Regions from separate parts of the Danio rerio genome. Here region 2 is linked to region 1. The links are chromatin contacts, called in public HiChIP or PLAC-seq maps. All regions are on one chromosome and are shown on one strand. The core of a region is the stretch at or near the end of the contact, and the rest is flanking DNA. Distances in the headings are between cores, read along the strand shown. Region 1 holds the start of ehbp1 (EH domain binding protein 1). Region 2 holds the start of ugp2b (UDP-glucose pyrophosphorylase 2b).

Evidence for each region. HiChIP or PLAC-seq counts read pairs in DNA pulled down with a chosen protein or histone mark.
Region 2: an H3K4me3 HiChIP or PLAC-seq map of embryo shows a contact between it and region 1, with 4 times the contacts expected there. The contact joins the promoter of ugp2b here to the promoter of ehbp1 in region 1. A contact is called at or near these places in 2 of 4 datasets of contacts at active chromatin or transcription factors (embryo and gastrula embryo).

The regions. Positions count from the first base shown.
Region 1 is chr17:25,456,730-25,463,234 of GRCz12tu, forward strand. ehbp1 (EH domain binding protein 1) reads left to right here and starts at 2,509. Exons shown (of 24, transcript XM_073928528.1): 1 at 2,509-2,862; 2 at 4,335-4,802. The coding sequence starts at 4,699.
Region 2 is chr17:25,768,317-25,774,821 of GRCz12tu, forward strand. ugp2b (UDP-glucose pyrophosphorylase 2b) reads left to right here and starts at 4,212. Exons shown (of 10, transcript NM_001316890.1): 1 at 4,212-4,565. The coding sequence starts at 4,415. All of the region lies in intron 2 of wdpcp (WD repeat containing planar cell polarity effector), which reads right to left. It overlaps mdh1ab (malate dehydrogenase 1Ab, NAD (soluble)), which reads left to right. Exons shown (of 10, transcript NM_001355553.1): 5 at 904-1,079; 6 at 1,182-1,304; 7 at 1,418-1,567; 8 at 1,774-1,887; 9 at 2,101-2,190; 10 at 2,365-3,039. The coding sequence ends at 2,487.

The DNA of each region.
Region 1 (6,505 bases), core at 1,259-3,758:
TAACACATGTCCTAAAGTGTTGGCAGCCCATAAAGAGCAGGATCTGATGTACAGGCTTCTTGAATCTGACACATGGCAAAGGTGTCTGATTAGTTGTCTTTCAAAGAGCTCTTGGCACCACAACGCTGCCGTCAGGATGTTTCGACTCCCTGTGGACACTGTGGCTGCTTTTGAGTAGAGATCACGCCCTCCTCTGCCCTGTATGCCCACATCTTCTCATCTTCTGACACACACACACACACACACACACACACACACATCCGTTCATCAGGGAGGAAACCCAGCTCATGCACTCAAAGATAAGTATCAAGATGCTGGAGAAACAGCAGAAAGAATCTGTGAACTCCTCCCTCCACAAACTCACAGACATATGGGTCTTTGCAAGAATGTTGGCTGCTTCAAAGCATTTTTTGACACGTGGTGTGTCTCTCTGTAAAGGCAGGCATCAAGATTTTTCTGATAAGCGTGTGAATGAACACTTTATTCAGGTTTATAAATTAAATTAGTTAATTATTATTTTTTATTATTGTTGTTATTATTATTACATGAACATATTTCTTACATAAAAGTGTAAAAACACAAAAATAAAATTATAATACGTTTATTTTTATATTAAGATATTGCTAAAATGTTTCAATTGGTCCGGGCTTTTGCTTAAAACTAAAAAAAAAAAAATATATATATATATATATATATATATATATATATATATATATTTATATATATATATATATATATATATATATATATATATATATATATATATATATATATATATACAGGGCTCGAAATTAACTTTTTTACTTGGTAGCACCGGTGCTCCCAACTTCAAATATTTAGGAGCACCAAAAAATTTTTAGGAGCACCAGAAAAAATTTAGGAGCACCCACCAAAAATGAATGAGCACCGCTGCAAATTGTTTTTTAAGGGATTTATTGTATTTTAAAACAACATTAATAGGACTAACAAAAACCAGAAACAACTATCTAACTAATGCTGCGAAGACATTGATATTTGTGTGCAATAATTCCAAAATGAATGTCTAATGATTAGGCCATAGAATATTAATGATGATGAAAATGACAATAATAGTAACAATGAATTCCATTTCTCATTATGATACTGCCTTGAATGTGCATGAATGTAGGTTATCTGCTATTAAAAGTCTGTTACTTTATGAAAAATAATTGTATAGTTTGCATCAAACAAAAATGAAGCATTGCAGTAAGAAATATTAATTTTGTACTGCTGTTTTTATATGCATGTCAATTTAATAAATAATATTTCTGCTACAAAACAAACAAAAGATTATAATAAATCATTCAATTCAATGATGAAAGCTGCAAAGCAGTCATCAGTAAATAAATAAAAAAATAATATATACCTTAAAAAAGAATAGACAAAAGAAAGAAAGTAAAGTCTCGCTTCTATCACTCTTTTAAAGTTTTGGTTTCAGTTTGTGTCAATTTAAAGGTTCAGTCTGAGATGATCTTCATTTTTCTGTGTTTGTGGAAAAGCAGGCGAGTCAGCCAACCCAATTAATAAGTAGGCAGCGCAAGATTCTTGCGCTAACCATCGGCGCAAATCCGGTCTTTGTTATGAGCCGCAGTTTCAGTGTAAACTTAGTAAAGGCGAGCTTCTTTGGCGATGATATGTACAGTATTAGATTTGACTTTCAGCGGACATTTGCGCTGAACACGCAGTGAAAGCGACACATGGAGATTCGGGCACCTTCTCCAAGAAGCGCGTACTCGATTGATCACAGCTGGCGGATCATTATTCACCACGTGACGTGTCATGATCGCTTTCATCTGCGCCTCAACTTTAGGTGGGGTTTTCAAACTTGTGAGCTTTAAGTTTTTACTCTTCAGCCGTTTGCATTTCCTGTGGTCATAAAAGCTCCTTCCCTGTCATCTGACAGCGCAATACCTTGAGTGAATGACAGCTAATATGAACCAATATAGAGGCAGGGAAGAGCGATTCAGCACGTTTTTAGAAAAAAACAAAACAGGTCGCACTACAACCATTATCTGCAGTCGCACTAATGCGCCCAAATATATTATGAGGTCGCATAGATTAATTTTCGGGCGCATATGCGACCAAAATGGTCGCAATTTCGAGCCCTGATATATATATATATATATATATATATATATATATATATATATATATATATATATTTTTTTTTTTTTTTTCATTATTCAAATCCCTTGATTTCATTATACAAATCCCAAACATATCCCCTCATTTAGTTTTCCTCTTTATTTCACAGGAGGAGAGGGTTTACATTACTTCTGCTGCTAGTCAGCTCAGTATGCTTGCTCACTCACACACACGGGCGGGTTAAAGATCTCTGAAAGATGTCTCTGTCGACCAATAGGAGCGAGCATTGGAAACAAAAGCGTTAAGAACTGTCATGAATATGTAAATATATACGGCTCGGCAGCCAATGAGGGGCGCGTGGGGGCGTTTCTCGGAGACTCAGCACAGATGTTTGACTGAATGTGGGATTGGGGAGGAAAATGATGGAGTCTTGATACGCTGAGTTTGTGTGTGGATAAGAAAACAGCGCAGGAATTTCCTCCTCTCGACCGGGAGAACCGCCGCTGCTGCTTGCCTTCAAACTCCTCAGTGCGGTCGTCGCCGGTATACGCCGGAGAGCCCTAAGGATTTCGGTTTAGCTGGCGCTCTTTGCCCTGGGATAGCCTGTCTGGCTAAGGTTAGCCTAGTCTGCTAACGGAGCTCTATGGGGATATCCATCCGGAGCGGCTCTTTAGCTCGCTAGCGGCTGAATGCAGCCACGCGCCTCCCGCCGCAACGGGCGCGTTCAGCCGCTACTGCTGCTGCTTCATTATTGACCGGGTGAGTGCAGGAATGCGGCCGAGATGTTTAGGAAAATATCACGATAAGTGTCTCTGTGATTGCACGAGATTCATTATTGATTAGTGGGATGAATTCTTAAACCGTATTGCTAGTCCGGCGTTTGTAAAAAGACTGCGACTTTAAAAGAGGATCTTTAACCAGTAACCTGAGAGCAAATACCTTGAAGTGGCTGATGAAGAGGTCAGTTTGACAGCACTGACAGTGTAGCAGTTGTGGATGAGGAGGAGAGTTGTCTACAGACGCCTTCAGCAGCAGTCTTGTGTTGATAGAACTGTATGCTTGAACAGCAACAGTTGTGAGCATAATTTAAATGATAATTTAAAGATGGTCATTACTACTTTTAGCTCCTATTGAATCTTAAATTAATAATATTGCTTGATTTCAGGTTTATTTATAGTAGTTTGACTGCATGAAACAAACAAACACTACAGATAATCTAATTGTAGCCTAATTGACATTCAGGCAGTAACACGTGAGTAAAAGTGGACTTGTACTGAAAATTGTCACAACTGTGATTTTTCTTGTTGTCATTGTAAATAAAGGGAATAGCAGAGTAATATTTAGTTACCTTCTTCTACATTGATAATATAACAGCCTAAGGTGTTTCTTAGCTTTTGTTTCAATGCTGGTAAAACACTATTTATCAAACTCGTGTATTGTGTCACTCTTTGGCTAGAGCAGAGCATTACTGTGAAAATGGTAACTAGTTTGATTGGTGTTATGCAACTGTTACTTTATCCATCAGCCTTGCTTTTGAAAACATTTTTCTTATTAATTTTTCAACAAATAGGGTTTAGATATTCAGGTTCTGAAATGCAATAATCAAGTATAACAGTAACACTGACTGGTCTTCACTCTATAAATTAAATACAGTTGGAAAGCTGGAAACATTATTGTTTACTGTGCTTTTTTAATTTAAAACTCATGTGGAAATTACACCGTAATACTGTGGATATTTAAAATGGGCAGATGATAATATTTTTATGATGAAACCTTAATAATTAATCTACAAATCAGCAGTCATCTATGATCCTCCTTGACATCACACATGATGTAGATGCATAGATAATATATATTGTGCAGGGGTGGGTAATAACAACAAAAATATTTTTGATGTTTCAGAAATGCTTGCATGTCTTTGAAATAATTGCAACTGGTCCAGCAGATCTAATCTGCCTGCATTCTGCTGGTGTTATGAAATTTGGTGGCACAGCTAAACAAGTCTCTCAAATGTCTCTTGATATCATCGCTTTCCATTGCTATTCACTGATACCTGATAAGGATATTCTGTTGCTGCTATGAATCACTGCTTAAATGTAGGATTTTAAAGACTATTAGTGTTTGAACGCAGAAAAGTAAAATTAAATCTCGACTGTTGAATTAATGGATATAATTTTTTAGTAACAAGCTTTATCATTCAGATCTAACCGGCTCCCTCTTTGTCTCTGTAGGTTTATTGACACATGGAAATGAGGAATATTGGATTACCATGCACTCCTTGTGTTTATTTTGAGGGATTTGCTGTACGGAATGAGCTCTGTGAGTGCTGTCAGTCACTCCGGCGGATTTAACAAGTCATGCCATCATGCTGATCTGAGATCATCCATGCTAATGTTTTGATAGCAAGGGATCTAGGTGTTTTTTTCTTTTTCTTTACCTGATTTAAAACCCCTTAAAAATCAATGAATGCACACAAGGCAATTTTGGAGGGATACTTTTGAGAACTTTTCCAGGAAAAGGATTTGTGAGGAGGTGGCGTCAGAGAATACGACAGTGTTTTTAAACAAACTGTCAGCTCTTTAAATAGGAAAAACCATGGCTTCGGTGTGGAAGAGACTGCAGCGTGTTGGGAAACATGCTTCCAAATTCCAGTTTGTCGCCTCCTACCAGGAACTCATGGTGGAATGCACAAAGAAATGGTGAGTTGTCACTGCTTGCATGTCTTGCGCGTGCCGCTACTCATTTTCAGCCTAGCTTGTGTGTGTGTGTGTGTGTGTGTGAGCACCGGCTTCTGGAATGCTGAGTTGGCCTGTGACGTATCTAACTGCGATGATTTATCTGTTCCCTCAGGCGTTTCTGTGTGTAGGGAGAGACAATTTACAGCTATACTTTTACACATCTTTTTGTTTACTTTCTCTCATCTCTGACTGTTTAGGAATTGATTTGCATGAGGAGTTGTCAGACAAGATGTTACTCAAATGGGATCAGATGAGACTGTAAACATGTTTTTTAGCCTAATAAGTTTTGTAAATGTTTTTGCGTGGTAATATGGAGGATATATTCATTTTAATAATTTTCTTTTTTACATTTTTTTCTTCTACAGTATTCTAGCACTGTATTTGTTTATATCTTTAGGTGTGTATGTAATTAAACTTTAGTTATTTATTTCTATTCTATTTATTACAATTATTCCAATTGTTTTTTTTAAGTTTATTTATTATGTTAATATAATTATGATTAACAGCTTTATTTGAATATATTTTTTATTTGATACATGTTCTTTAAGCTATTTTTAATACTTTACTAATGTGTTATACTAATTTTAGTGCCATTTAAAAAAATATGTATATATTTTATATATTGGTGAACATTTGACCTACACCTTTTTTCTGTCTTGGACTCATAACACATATAACAAAAAATGAATAAAAATTGTCTTAGTCTAGATTATTTGGTTATGTTCTTGCTGCATGTCTTCTTAGGAATGCTCCTAAGAGGTTAAGGTCAGGTTGTGGATTGTTCTGTATCAGAGGTCAAGCATGGAGCAGTTCTGCTAAATTTCTCAGGTTTTTTTGAGAATGTTGCTTCTGGACTGTTGGCGGTTTCTAGCCTCTCCCGGTTTAGTTCATGCAGTTTTGGCAGTTGGCAACACATTCGGTTTCTCCACAAGGGAATCATAACTCGTATTTACTCAACTCAAGTCTGAAGAGTTCAGGTGCAGCAGGATTGTTTCTGGGTCCTGGAGGCATGTGTCTAATTGAGTGTTTTACTCTCGGGTTTGACGAAAACACACCCCTGAGGTGTTTCAGATGTGAATGTGTCAGATAATGGTATGGTAGAAACGCGCTAATGTGGATTGCTAAGGGCACTGACTGGGAACAAAATGTCTTTCTGTGGAAAACAGTATTTCTTAATCAAGTTTAAGACCAGAAAACATTCCTTTTGCCCCTTGTATGTGTGTTTTGGATTCACATACTGTTGTCAGCATAGTGATGTGTGGACCAATGCAGAGTCAGTGCTGATGAAAGAGCATTATTCACTTTCTGACAAGAAGCTCAAATGCGTTTTTATGGGAAGATGTTTGTGCCTCTGCTGTTCGTGTGTGTGTGTGTGTGTGTGTGTGTGTGTGTGTGTGTGTGTGTGTGAGTGTGAGTGTGTGTGTGAGTGTGTGTGTGAGTGTGTGTGTGAGTGTGTGTGTGAGTGTGTGTGTGTGTGTGAGTGTGAGTGTGAGTGTGAGTGTGAGTGTGAGTGTGAGTGTGAGTGTGAGTGATGGCTACATGATCTCTGTGGTTTGTCTGTCCCGTGTGCTATTGTTCTGATACAAGGTTTCCCACATTTGGCCTGAAGTTTACTTAAGCTCTCCAGGCTTGAGTAAAAACTCAATTTCTACACTTTTTATGTA
Region 2 (6,505 bases), core at 2,962-5,461, 310 kb after region 1:
TACTCTAAACCTTTCGTCAAATCCATAACGCATGTTTATTGTCCTAATTTAAAGTACAAAACATGTCTACAGATTAATATTTTTCTGATACCTTAACTCTTTGGTTAATTGTTCTGCAAAACATAAACAGATGTTTCAATATAATGTTAAAATATACTTTCTATGCGAATTTATTTTTTTAGTTTTTACTGCAATTGTCACATCCATAACGCTGGAATTGCTCATAAGTATTCAACTCAAAGCACCTTTAGTTAGAGCATAGGACTGAGACTCGATTTGTGCATGGCTGCACAGTTCCAACACTAATCAAACACACCTGATTCAACTAATCAAGGTGTTCAAAACTACTAGAGACTATTAAGCAGGTGTGAGTTGGTGCTTGGAGCTAAATTATGCAGAGCTGCGGCCCTTGAGGAACTGAGTTTAAGACCATTGAGTTGGAGCATCTTTGGCAATTGGTACAGAATCAAGTATTTTAGGGTACAATGTGGGTGTAAAGCTTTTCAGGTTTTTTGCCATTCTTCTCTGTAGATAGTCTCAAGGCCGATCTGCTGTGTGATGGATAAGGTCTGTCAGTAAATGGACATTTTAGGTTTGATGTTAGATTGCGTTCAAGTCCAACTCTGGCTGGGCCACTCAAAAATGGTAATAACCAAAGCTCGGTGGGTCCTGGAGGAACTCTAGTAAGAATCTTGGTTTTTCCAAACTTCTTCCATTTGATGGAGGTCACTTGCTCCTGTGAACCTTAAATGCTACAGAATTGTTTTGTAGTCTTCTCCAGATCTTGTTTAAACGCAGTCCTGTTTCTCAGCTCTGTGGATTCTTACTAGATTGGATTTGCTCTAAAATGTGCATGCATTTCCAGTTGTTGGACTTGTCTAATCTGATGAATTTGTGTTACAGAGGTCATCCCCACGGATAAAGAGGATGTGGCATTCAAAGATTTGGATGCTGCCATCCTGGTGGGCTCAATGCCAAGGAGAGAGGGCATGGAGAGAAAGGATCTACTGAAGGCCAATGTTGCCATCTTCAAATCCCAAGGGGAGGCCCTTGACAAGTATGCAAAGAAAACCGTTAAGGTGAATAACAGCCTCATGATGTATTGCTGTAAATTGCATAGCTAATTGACCAAGCCTGTAAATGTCAATACAATATCTTGACCCTCATGTTTTAATATGCAGGTCCTAGTTGTTGGCAACCCAGCCAACACTAACTGCTTAATTGCGGCTAAATCTGCACCATCCATACCCAAAGAGAATTTCTCTTGTCTAACACGTCTGGATCACAACAGGGCTTCCTCACAGGTAACACAAACTCTGCTGGACAACCCACCATAATGGAGCACAATTCAAAGAGATGGAATGGTTCAATCTATACCCGTTTCACACTCGCTCACACTACACAATATGTCCTCTAGGTGGCATTACGTTGTGGCATTGCACCAAACAATGTGAAGAATGTGATCATCTGGGGAAATCATTCATCTACGCAGTACCCTGACGTCCACCACTGCAAGGTGAATGTGCAAGGGAAGGACGATGCCTGGCTGAAGGGAGAATTCATTTCTGTAAGTGTCTTTGACTTTCTCCTCCTGTAGAGGTCACTGTTGGTCTATTTTCTATGCTACTAAAGTAATTAGGAGGATTATGATTTGAGTAATAAGGCTATTAATTTGCACAGGCAAACATAGTGGTCATGCAAACTGAATGTAACTGATTGGAATGATATTATCAGATTTATAATCTATTGTTCTACATCATTGTTCCTTCTCAGACGGTGCAGCAGCGAGGTGCTGCAGTCATCAAAGCCAGGAAACTCTCCAGTGCCATGTCAGCCGCCAAGGCCATCTGTGACCACATGAGAGACATTTGGACTGGCACTCCTGAGGTCAGCTTTTTAAGGGTCCTTCACACTGGTATAAGCCTATTCTGAGACCATCATTGCCCACTCTCACTCGCACACATTATGGGAGTTAATCATAATGTATAGCATACTAGTAATTTTATACACAATATGTTGATTGCACAATATGAGTCTCTTCTTAATTTAATTTTAAATTAAGCTATACGTTTTTACAAAGGTGTTGTGTTTGTTTTATAGGGTGAGTTCATTTCAATGGGTGTCTATTCCACTGGAAACTCTTATGGAGTACCTGAGGACCTCATTTACTCATTCCCCATTTCAATTAAGGTTTGTTATTAAAATTACCAAAACCTTCTTTTATCTATTCATTACAGTTTTCAACCCTGTGATCTTATTTACTCTGAATCTTGAGGTCAAATGACTTCTCTCATACAAATCATACTCTTTTAAATTAGAGCACAATTTGTTGTCAGTATTGGAACATGTTTCTTTTTTCTTCAGGATAAGAACTGGAAAATTGTTGATGGACTCCCCATTAACGACTTCTCAAAAGCCAAGATGGAGGCAACAGCAGCAGAATTAGTGGAGGAAAGAGACACTGCTCTCTCTTTCCTGGGTGTTTGACGACAAACTCAACCATCTACAACACTGTTAGATACCCAGAAAACTCCAGAAGCACGTTTGTAAAACACTCCAGTAAAACTGTGTTGTCTTCCCCTGAAACTGTTACACAAATTGTAGAACTCTGTGTCTGTGTGTGTACTTAACTTTTTCAGCTGGATATTGACTAATAATGCAGAATTGAAACCTAGTCTTGCATGGACTTTGGGTGTTTCCCTTCCTCTTTTTGGTCTTCCAGCTAAACACATCTTTTACAGAAGAAAGCAAGATATTTATTTATTTAATTATTTATAGACTGTCCTGTTCAGTTCAAAGCTGCATAAAGGAGGATCAAAGCCTGGAAAGGGCTTAAGTGGACATCAGCAATCAGAGTACATTAGGTCTTTCTGTGTCATTGTCCAGACTGAAGTTTCAGCTGTTACATGTATGACAAAAGTTTGTCAGAAACTGTCAAGTAACATTTCATGAGTTAATTTAAGAGCTTTGGTTAATGTAATATGATTTTATGTAGAATCCAGCAATAAAACAAACATTAAAATACATTCTTGAATGTAATACTACTGTTTTATTTGTTAAAAAAAAGGAAAGAAAAAAAAAAATATATATATATATATATATATATATATATATATAGTTTACAATGTCTAGAACAATGTCTAAAACTTACAAATCACTAGTCAGTGCAATTTCATACATATTGTTCAGATTAAGAATATTTTTTTCACCTATATTTTTTTCAAGATAATATTTTTCCAAAAATAAGGAATATTGAACGTGTTTTGTGTAGCATAACATGAGGTGTATGAAAGGATGTCTGGATGTTTTATCCTGCAAGGTCACTTTTTTTTTCTTCTTTTTGCAGACGTGGCTTGCCTTCTATGTTGCCAAATCACAGTAGAAAAACATTTCTTTTAAATAATTACAGTTTTATAAAATAATAGTTTTTATGTATAATTGGCTTAAAAATACAGATTTTCAGCAATGAATTTCAATATTTATATAGATTTGGTGCTATTATCCATGCTACTACAGTATTAATACGTGTCATAGTAATGTTTCATTCCACAAAAGATGACAAAGAGATCATCGTATTTGCCAAACAAGCAAACAAAACACAACCTGCAGTGGTTCCCAAAGTGGGGGTAGCGGGACAATTATGGGGTCGCTTTGTGGTTTCCAATTGTAAAATACATTTATTAAAACTATTAGAACAACTATTTTTTATCCATTACCCACAGAAGATAAACAATATTAGTTAATGGTTCTTAAAAACACCAGGGTAAATTTTCAAATACAAATTTGCAATTAAATAGAAAAAAATTAATACAGACCACAACTGAACATTGAGGATGATCTCTGTGGCAGTCTCACCAAAAATAGACTTATGCTAAAACATTGTCCACAAATTTATACAGGCCTACTGCTTTGCGTGCAACATTTGTATATTTATAACTACCTCTGAGGAATGTCGGGGTCACAAGTCACTGGGCTTGCCATACTGGCATTGTTATATTGAGATTCGTGGGCTGAAATGGTTGGGTACCCCAGCTATAAAGGATAGCACTCCACAAGTAGCTTGTTGATAGAGGACATGGCAACACTATAGACAACCAATGAGAAACACCTCAGGTAAAATACTGTGCTCTCATTGGTTCTTGTGAATTTGCATATTTCCTTTTGGGGTTAAAGCCACTCAATGCTATAATAAAATTTGTATTTTTTAACTTCACAAATTATAAAGAACCGATTTATTTTCCTTTAAGATAATAATAAAGTGTACATGTATACTTTCCTCAATCGCCATTAATAATACTGAGTAATATAAACTGCTTAAAATGGGTGATATGTGACGAATAAATTGTTGGCAAGTAAACAGGCATTGTAAGCTAACACATTTTCAGGGTATGATGTTAAGGACAATTTTAAAACAATGTTATAAGTAAAGCACTTCCGCAGTGTGCCTATGACCCGCACTGCTGGTTTACGAGAGAAGAAAGTTGGTTGGCTAGCGAGGAAAACACGTCGCTGTTCCGGAACAACCTTCAGCAGCTGCCCAACAGCATCCTCCTCCAGCTTGCAGAGTAAGACACTTCAAATATACTTTCACATTCGCTTTGCACTTATATTTTACCACCACAAAACCACCTCCTTTGTCGTCTTCCTGAACCACGTCTAAAAGCGACGATTTTCGATGCAAAACCATCGAGCATCTCTCATATATAGTCAGGAGAAAACATCGCTGTTCACTGTCTGCAAAAGTACTGACGAAAATACTGCAACAACGCGTGCAAATCCATGTTTAACGATGCTGTTGCGACGACAAACATTCAAACTCGTATTATAAGAAAATAGAGTATACAGCTGATTAACTTCGCCGACAAAAAGAAACAAATTTGACCCTAAGGACGCGATCCGGATCGGGTGGACGTGAGCGCGTGATCGTGCAAGGGCTGATGTGACGTGTCGTAAATGACGGGCTGCGCGCGAACGCAGTTCCTTCACTTTCTTACACACAGCAGGGAAGCATATTTCACGGTTTGGTACAGCACACAGTTTCCTTAAAGCAATAAATGCTCTGTGAGTAAAGGTCGCTGTTTATTCACCATGAGTTACTCGATAGTCAGTGGGAGGAGAGAAAGAGAGAGAGTAGGTTGACTTAAAAGCGCGTGAACGGTAGAGGAAAGCGCTCTTCAACAGAATGAGAAAATCGATCAGCTGACCTTCTGTCTTAACACTACTACCGATAAGCTTCGCATACTGAAAGGATTGTATTTGCGTTTCCGTTGTCCCCATGATTTAAGCGGATTTATCAAAAAAACTGGATTATTAATGTTGTGATAATTAAGAGCAATTAATTGAGTTTAAAGGACAGAGACATTAGCAGTATGTCGCTTTACGTTGAAGGTAAGAACTTGCATACATTTAGTTTCTTTAAACTTTATACATGACTTTTATACTCGTTCTTAATTTTAGGTCGATGTCACTGTTATTTAGGGATAAAATAGATCGTATTGCAGTGTGAACAAGCTGTCAGTTGAATTCAGATGAGAGTGAGAGCTGAATGGACCCCTCAGTCTATGCTGTATGATACACTGGGAAAGTTGCTCTAGAAATGTGGCTAGACTGAATTGGAAAGATTGTACCGTGTAGACTGTCAGTCTGTTCTTTGGTTTGGTTTGGCTGTAAGAAGTCTGGTTCTCTGACAGCTATTCATTTGGCCTGACAGTGTCTGTAATTTAAAAAGATTTTATATTGAACTCTATTATAAAGGATGCTTACTGAGTCCTGTGTCTGCTTGTGTCCAACAGTATTTCGGATGTGCAGTCTGATCTAAAAGTATGAGGTCACGTTGAAAATCTTGAATATGACATCTTATTTAAACCTATAAATAAAAAAGAGCTTTACGACTTTGGAATTAAATGAACTATTGTTAAATAAAGTGCCATTCAAAAGTATAAAGTAATTAAGACTTTTATTCTTTTTTTGGGCGGAAAGGGATGCTTGAAGGCGGCTTTATTTGTTAAAAACAGCAACATTGTGAAATGTTATTACAATTTAAAATAACTTGTATAATTAGATATACTTTAAATACTGCAGTAATAGCATCAAATTACATTAGTTTCATCATTCTTCTGAAATAATCATAACAAAATGTTTTGGTGCACAAGAAATTTTAATTAAACTTAAAAAAATAAATAAATTTGTAAAAGCTGTGACACATTTTTTCAATGTATGTTTGAAGAACTGAATTTATATTAAATTGAAAAATATTACCACTACTTTTAATCAATTTAATGAATAATTTCTAAATAATATAGTTTTTCTAATAAAAATAAAAGCAAACCTTTGATGGTGTGAGAACATGATTCTGTGCTTTGTATGGGTAAATATCATGTAAGCAAATTTGAACAATTCATGTAGTGACCTCTTACACAGTCTGTCAGAAGTTTGTACTACCCCAAGGAATCTTTGCCAATTTTCTTTAAGTCTAAACTTCAGTACTAAAGTAAATAAAGCAAAA